2 separate regions of the Mus musculus genome follow, and region 1 is linked to region 2. A link is a contact called in public Hi-C data. All regions are on one chromosome and are shown on one strand. Each heading gives the region's core, a stretch centred on a gene start, on an enhancer-like site or on the middle of the called end of the contact. The rest is flanking DNA. Distances are from core to core; before and after follow the strand shown. Region 1 has its middle 53 kb from the start of Mylip. Region 2 overlaps Dtnbp1 (dystrobrevin binding protein 1).

The links. Hi-C and Micro-C count contacts between places; a contact is called where the count stands out from the background.
Region 1: a Hi-C map of bone marrow-derived macrophages shows a contact between it and region 2, with 14 read pairs. The contact joins two enhancer-like sites. A contact is called at or near these places in 1 of 484 Hi-C or Micro-C datasets (bone marrow-derived macrophages) and 1 of 9 other capture datasets (embryonic stem cells).

Annotation. Positions count from the first base shown.
Region 1 is chr13:45,441,032-45,444,276 of GRCm38.p6, reverse strand. No RefSeq gene overlaps it. Among named protein-coding and RNA genes, the nearest start is that of Mylip, 53 kb to the right of the region's middle. Within about 2 kb of position 1,541, at least 140 of the 459 cell types and tissues checked have an H3K27ac peak or open chromatin away from gene starts, as enhancers often do. A contact at or near this core is called in bone marrow-derived macrophages, where this site is marked.
Region 2 is chr13:44,924,635-44,928,100 of GRCm38.p6, reverse strand. All of the region lies in intron 8 of Dtnbp1 (dystrobrevin binding protein 1), which reads left to right. Among named protein-coding and RNA genes, the nearest start is that of Dtnbp1, 76 kb to the left of the region's middle. Within about 2 kb of position 1,595, at least 12 of the 459 cell types and tissues checked have an H3K27ac peak or open chromatin away from gene starts, as enhancers often do. A contact at or near this core is called in bone marrow-derived macrophages, where this site is marked.

The sequences.
Region 1 (3,245 bases), core at 292-2,791, 520 kb before region 2:
ACCCCAGCCGGTTGGTTATATCACACACAGCACCCACAAGGGCATTTGTTCCCTTCTCTGCTCCTGTCATAAACACTCATATTTGCTTGTGAAAGACAGCTTGCCATTTGGAGGCCAAACCATGGGTTGTCACTAATGAGCTGGCCCTCTGATCATCATTTGCCTAGAAGGTAAGGATTGGCAAGATACAGAAAATAGCTCTGTCCATGACCACAGGCATGTGAGGCAGAAAGAGGTCATCCCAAAACTCCCCACAGAAGGTCCATGGGGTGTGGGGGGGGACTCTTGGTACCCCTCACCCCCCACCCCCACCCCCCCACCCCACCCCCCGGCTAAGAACTAACCCTCTTCCCAAGCTCCGCAAGTCAAAGGTCATCAGAGTCTTGGGTCAGTCTGAGATGGCTTTGGACACACAGGAAGGGCACGGAAAACTAAGAGCTCTTCAGAAACAAAGTAGACAGAAGCCCGAATGAGACGCAAAATCTCAATCATAGATGACAGTTCTCCTAAAATAGCTCGTGGGAGAAAACTACAGTTTACCACTCCTTTTCCCCTCCTCCGCAGTGTCTCAGATGGGGAGGTTTTTAAGATGCATTTTCTAAATATTGGGGGAGGGGGGGGAATGGCCTCCCGTGGATATAAAATCATGAGGGAACATTAAATCTCCATGTTGTATCTCACTTCTGTCTTGTCTAAATGCATCAAAGAACAAGCTAAGAGTCTAGATTCTAGGACATAGAGAATGGTAAACGGTTTTATAGTTTGGATCTTAACTGCCTCACAAAGACCATGGGTGTCTTGAGGAGGCATCAGGGGGTGTTGGAACCTTTAGGAGGTGGGGCCCAGTGCCGGGAAGTTGGGTCCCTGGCACACCCTTAAAAGTGATAAATTAGAAGCCCAGATGTTTCCTGTGTCTCTGCACCCCTGGCTACTGGAGCTTGCAGCCCCTTGTTTTCACACACTCTGCTGTGGTTCACTGTCTGACCACAGGCCCAGGACCTGTGAAGTCAGCATTCACAACAAAAGGTCCCTCGTTTAAGCTGCTTTCTCCAGTTGTTCCCTCATGGCGGCAGAAAGCCCACCAACATGATCGGATTGCCATCCGTTCTACAGCCAGGAAATGCCCGACATACTCATTCCTGCTTGTTTCATGAGCCCCTCCTCCTTGGGAAGCCACATGGGGGCTTGACAGCCTCTCCCTGTGGAGCAGCCCTTGGCCCATAGAGCTTTAAGATGTAGCTGCTGAGTCAAGCTTAGCCATTGTAGCTCAGGAGGGATGATTTTGGGACAGGCCATCTTTCTGGCTCGTTGGCCCATTCCTTGATGGAATTTCCCACTTTTCTGAGGACTATCCACTCCTCTCAAGGATTTCCTATTATGCTAGTTAGTTTGTAATGGAAAAAAAAAAACCAAAAAACAAACAAACAAACCATAAAATGCCTGGTAGTTTATTTTTTTCTCATTTTTGTAGTTCAGCTCAATAACCTCGAGGTGGCAGTAGAGACTCCAACCAATTTTCTTGACTGGATCCAACCGCCTGTACATTGCTTCATAGGATCTTACAGCATTAGGTGACAGGTCAGTTGAGAAGGACTTAGCAGAAGGACTTAGCACAAGTGAGGCGACCTCAGTCAGGACTGTTTGGCTAGAATCTCTGGGAGGGCAGAGCAACCCTCTCCACTCCACCCTTCTGTGAGGTGTGTGTTTCCAGCTTTAACCTTCCCCCTCCCCCATTTTGCAGTCGGGAGTGGTTTGTGCAAACAAGGAACTCTTGTGAGCCAAGCATGAAGTTAGAAGCAAGGCTTGGGATAGGGGTTATTCTAGTTCAGATGTCACTCAAAGCCCTTGGGCAATGCATTTCAAGCCAAATACAAGCATCTTGACTTTTAATTGATTTACACTAAAATACATATCTAAGCTCCAGTTTTAAATGGAAAAGTGTTTGGTTAATAACTTCCATTAACCCAACATCGTTTTAATGACTAGAGGTAAGGAGCGAGATTGGATTTCCTAAACAACACAGCCAATACCCACAACAAAACAAATGTAAGTGGAAAAGCACGCTGGGAACGAACAGCTTGCTCCCGCAAATCAAGTTTTCCAAAAGCCAGGTGGTAGGAGGGCTTTCGTAACATGCGTGTTCCTATTCTTAAATTTTAATTTGAAGAAAAAATAGACAGAAGAAAAGTAGTAATGTTGCCCATTGCTGGGACAAATTCCTAGCAAAGAAAGGAAAAGGCGCCATGGTGAGTCACGACCCTTCACTGTGGGTCTGGCTGAAGTGTACCTGTTACAAGGACTTTTCTGGGGAATACACATCTCATTTCAGACAGGGCACAGAGGACGGATCACAGCAACGGTTCTTCCTACAACAAACCAAAGGGAAAAAAAATGTCACCCAGGTCCAATTTGGTGAATCAAATGAATTGATGGAACTTATGGGGGCACAGACTGGGAGCTACCTACAGGATCAGAGGTGACTCATAAACATCTGCATCCCTGAAAAGGGCCACCCCATCATGCCTAATGACTCCTAGAAGCTATATCATAGAGTCCAGGCCTTCGGTGAACCGCAATGCTATACATTTTCTGGTACCTTCCAACATAACTGTTCAGCTGAGGCAGAATTACATACAGCTGGGAGGTGACCGCAATGAGGCGTGATTGGCTAGAATCTCTGGGAAGGCGGACCAACCCTCCCCACCCCACCCCACCCCTCTGTGAGGAAAACACCAACAGGCTGGATCACCAATGGCTGTTAATGCTCAGAAGACAACATACTGCAGCAAAACTCTACAGTGCTGGCTACTGGGCCTCGCCTGTCACATTAGTATGTGTCTCAGCACTGTGACAAAACAATTGATAAAAACAACTTGAAGGAAGGCAGTGTTTACTGTTGGCTCGAAGCTTGAGGGTTGGCCACATCTCGGTGGTGACCTGAGAGGAGATCAGACATGTCATACCATGACCAGGTAGGGGAGAGAGATAAATACTGTGGTCCACACAACTTTCTCCCTTTAATTCAGCCAGGAATCCTAACCTGTGAATCTCGCCCACCCACCTTTAGGGAGGGATTTCCTTCTTCAGGGAACAGTTCTTTCCGGAGACATCTCTATAGACACACCCAGGAGCGTGTTTCCATGGTGATTCTAAACTCCCATAAAGTTGAGAAGATTATCACACCAGCCTTTCTTGTTTGCGGCTCAATAAGATCACAGCAACATATATTCGTTTTAAAAATAAAG
Region 2 (3,466 bases), core at 346-2,845:
GCCTCATGGGATGATTACCCAAAGCTCATAGGTCCAAAGGCACTCTTCTCTGCCTGCCTGCCATGTATTAGAGGCCAGCTAGGACTAGGTACTGTTGCAGTCTGAGGCTATAGAGCCTAGCACTAGGCAAGGAGAAGGCACACAATAAATAGGTCCTTGTTGTACAAAGCATTGTCCAGTGGGATAATCACTGTGGTTTTGAACATCTCAAGAATAATTCTCTTCAAGCTTCCAGAACATATTTGAATATGTTTTATAACTAAAAAAGAAACCAGGCAGATGTTGCCAATACATGTATCTTTCAAGCAAGCGCTTTAGAACAAGTTTTGCCTTAGCTAGAATGGAAGGGACTTTTAAACAGTAATCGGGTACCTTGGCTGTGGAGAGCTGCTGCAGACTTCCTGCCCAGACAGACAAAATACCCTGCTTCAGGAAGGATCTTCATCTCTAGGGGTGGAGCGAAGTGATCCTTAATTTAGAGTATCAGTCAACATTAAAGAATGTCTCTCGTGGGGAGGCAATTCCATGAGATTAGAAATAGCAATAGGAACTTTTCTTCATTTTACAAGTTTTACTTTTAATTAAAGCCATGGAACTTTGTATCCAAAAATGTGTCAGGAGAGAATGCAAATTCAGCTGTGAGCTCCAGAGCCATGCATGATGCGGCAGGGAGCAAAAGCAGGCCCTGGAGCAGGGCACTGCAGGCCTGCAGCTCACAGTGCACTAAGGCCCAGTGGGCCATGGAAGGTCCCGGTTTCAGTCCTCATCCCCTGCACCCAACATCATCTCTCAGGGAACATCTTTGATTTTTATGTCTAGGCAACACTCTCTGGGTTTGGACAGATCTCCTGAGAGATGCCCAGCTCTGCCTGCTGCCTAGCTTCTGGCTCCAAGTTAGGTTTCAAGTTTATAAGGATCTCTGCTGACAGATTAAGGCCCATGGGGCTAGGGCTGCCTGTACCCACTAGACTAACCTTTCTGGTGTTCAAGTGCACGGAAAGAATGAGGTGAGTGTTGACGTCCACAGGAGAAAATACTGCCATGATTGAGCTCAGTGTCCCAGAAGGCTCTGAGACAAAGCTCCTAGCTAGGGGAGTTCCTTATGGATTATTATTGGTTTTCCCTTTCATTAAAGAAGTATTCAGGGTATTTTTAAAAGAGACATTTTCAGTGACACACCTCTTCCAACAAAGATATACCTTCAACAGTGCCACACTTGCTAATCCTTAAAGCAGATTACCAACTAAACATAGAAATATAGGATCCTCTGGGTTCCAGTCTCATTCAGACCACACCACCAACCAACTTCATGTTTCTCCCTCCCTCCCTCCCTCCCTCCCTCCCTCCCTCCCTCCCTCCCTCCCTCCCTCCCTCCCTTTTCTCTGGGGAGAAAACAACAACAACAACAAAAAGCCCAAAAAGTTCCTAAATAAAACAGCCACACAACATGAAGTCTGTGCCCCCATCAGGCATGCCCTGGAGTGTGTACCCAACATCATCCCAGAAAACTGATTTCCCCTTCCCCAGCATCTGTCAGTTACAAAGAGCTTCCTGGTTAGAGAGAGAACTTTGTTCCCACTTCCTCTTCTCTGTGCTGGATTTTGTCTGGCATGAACGTGAGCAGACCTTGTCCATTTCTGTAGCAATCTGAGTTCATGTGTCTTAGTCCAGTTGTGACTGGAAGGGGTTGTTTCCTTGGAGTCAACCGCCACCTCTAGCTCTTACAATCTTTCAGTCTCTTCTTCCATATAAATGTCTAAATCTCAAGAAGGGATGTGAAGACACCCTACTGAGGACCGAATGTTCTGTCTTATGTTGTAGGGTTGTTTTTTGTGGGTCTGTGTTAACACCCATCAAGAAGCAAGCAGTAGTTTCTCTGATAGAGTTGAGTAAGACTGTGTGTGGCAATGTCAGTAGCAGTAGTTTATTGTTCTGTTCCTCTAGCATAATCATAGTGATCATTTTCCTTCTAGGTTTGTGACCTATCTAGTCTCAGATCTGGGACCCCTTTAGCAGTCTCAAGATAAGCTATGAACCTCAAAGCTGATTTTTCAAAAGTGGGTGGTCACTCCCATAACTTTTGGGCCACTATCGCACCCGTATGTCACTGGGTTTGTAGCTGGGTGACACGGATGACTTTATTTCCTCCTCTTCTAGCATGTTGTCTTAGATAGTTTTCTGTTGCTCGGATAAGAGGCTTACAGTTTCAGAAGGTTGGATTCCATGATGACCGTGACAGCGCATGCAATCGTTCAGGCAGGCGTGGGACTTCATGAAGCATCTGGATCCTCAGGTGCACGCACGCACGCACGCACGCACGCACAGACTCACACTCACAGAACTAAAGAATGGCGTGCATCCTAGTGACTGACACGCCTCCAACAATGCCACACCACCTAATCCTCAATTTCACCAACTGGAAAGCAAATACTCAAATAAAGAAGCCAGTGGGAGTCATTCTCATTCAGCCCACCACACCTGCGAAGTACTCCCAGCACCACAGAGGCTGTCAGTAGGGTTGGGCGCCAGCTTAATTGCTGATGCAGTGACATTAGTGCTCTTTTCAGGAATAGGGCCTCACCATCAGGCTGTGGAAGGAAACCATTAGCCTTTGACAGTAAGCAAGTCTTTCACTGAGTCTACATGTTGACTTTCACAGTTCTCTGATAAAACAGTATTTCTCAAGGTGACTTGCTCTGGCCACCTTACACACCTTTGTGTGTTCTAAACCTTTAACTACAGTTGAGGACATTCCACTGTGACTTTTTTAAGTGTTTCATTAAGTACTAGCTAGACTCTATGGGACATCTGGCAATGTCTGGGGACAAGACTTTTAAGTGGGTTAAAGGTGTTCCACTGGATCTCACAGGCAGTGGCACCGCTGAGCTCCCTACCCCACACAGGACAGCATCAGTCTTCCGATGCAGAGAATGGTGGACAATAGTCCCCGCCCCATTACCTCCTTTGTCCTTGTTCCTAGTTCTTCAGTAAACTTAGTTTGATTGGAATTGTAATATGTTTCTAAGACTCACAACTGACCAATTTCTGCAATCAGCGTTGGGAAACATCACTCTCAGGTTACCCTGGGCGGATGGCGGACGGACATATCCTAGACACTGAGCAGGACCACTGGCCGCTCTGCTCTAGTGTTTGTTTCTGGGCTCCAGGGAGCCACGGCTCATCTTTGCTTTGGCAAAAATCAGTTTTGTAGCCAGGCACGGCAGTATATGCCTGTACTTTGCAACACCTGAGGCATGGCAGGAGAACTGAACTTTTTTGGGCGTCTTTTTTTCTGAGGTAAGACCTCACTACCTAGCCCTGTACAGCATGGAACTCACTGCAGCCAGGCCAATATGAAAAACTCAGAGTCTCTACCTTCTCAGTGCTAAGATCAAAGGCACCAATGGGGTCATTTTTTTCTATGAGAAATATAGACTCATTTTTCTTTATTCGGTAGTAAGACATC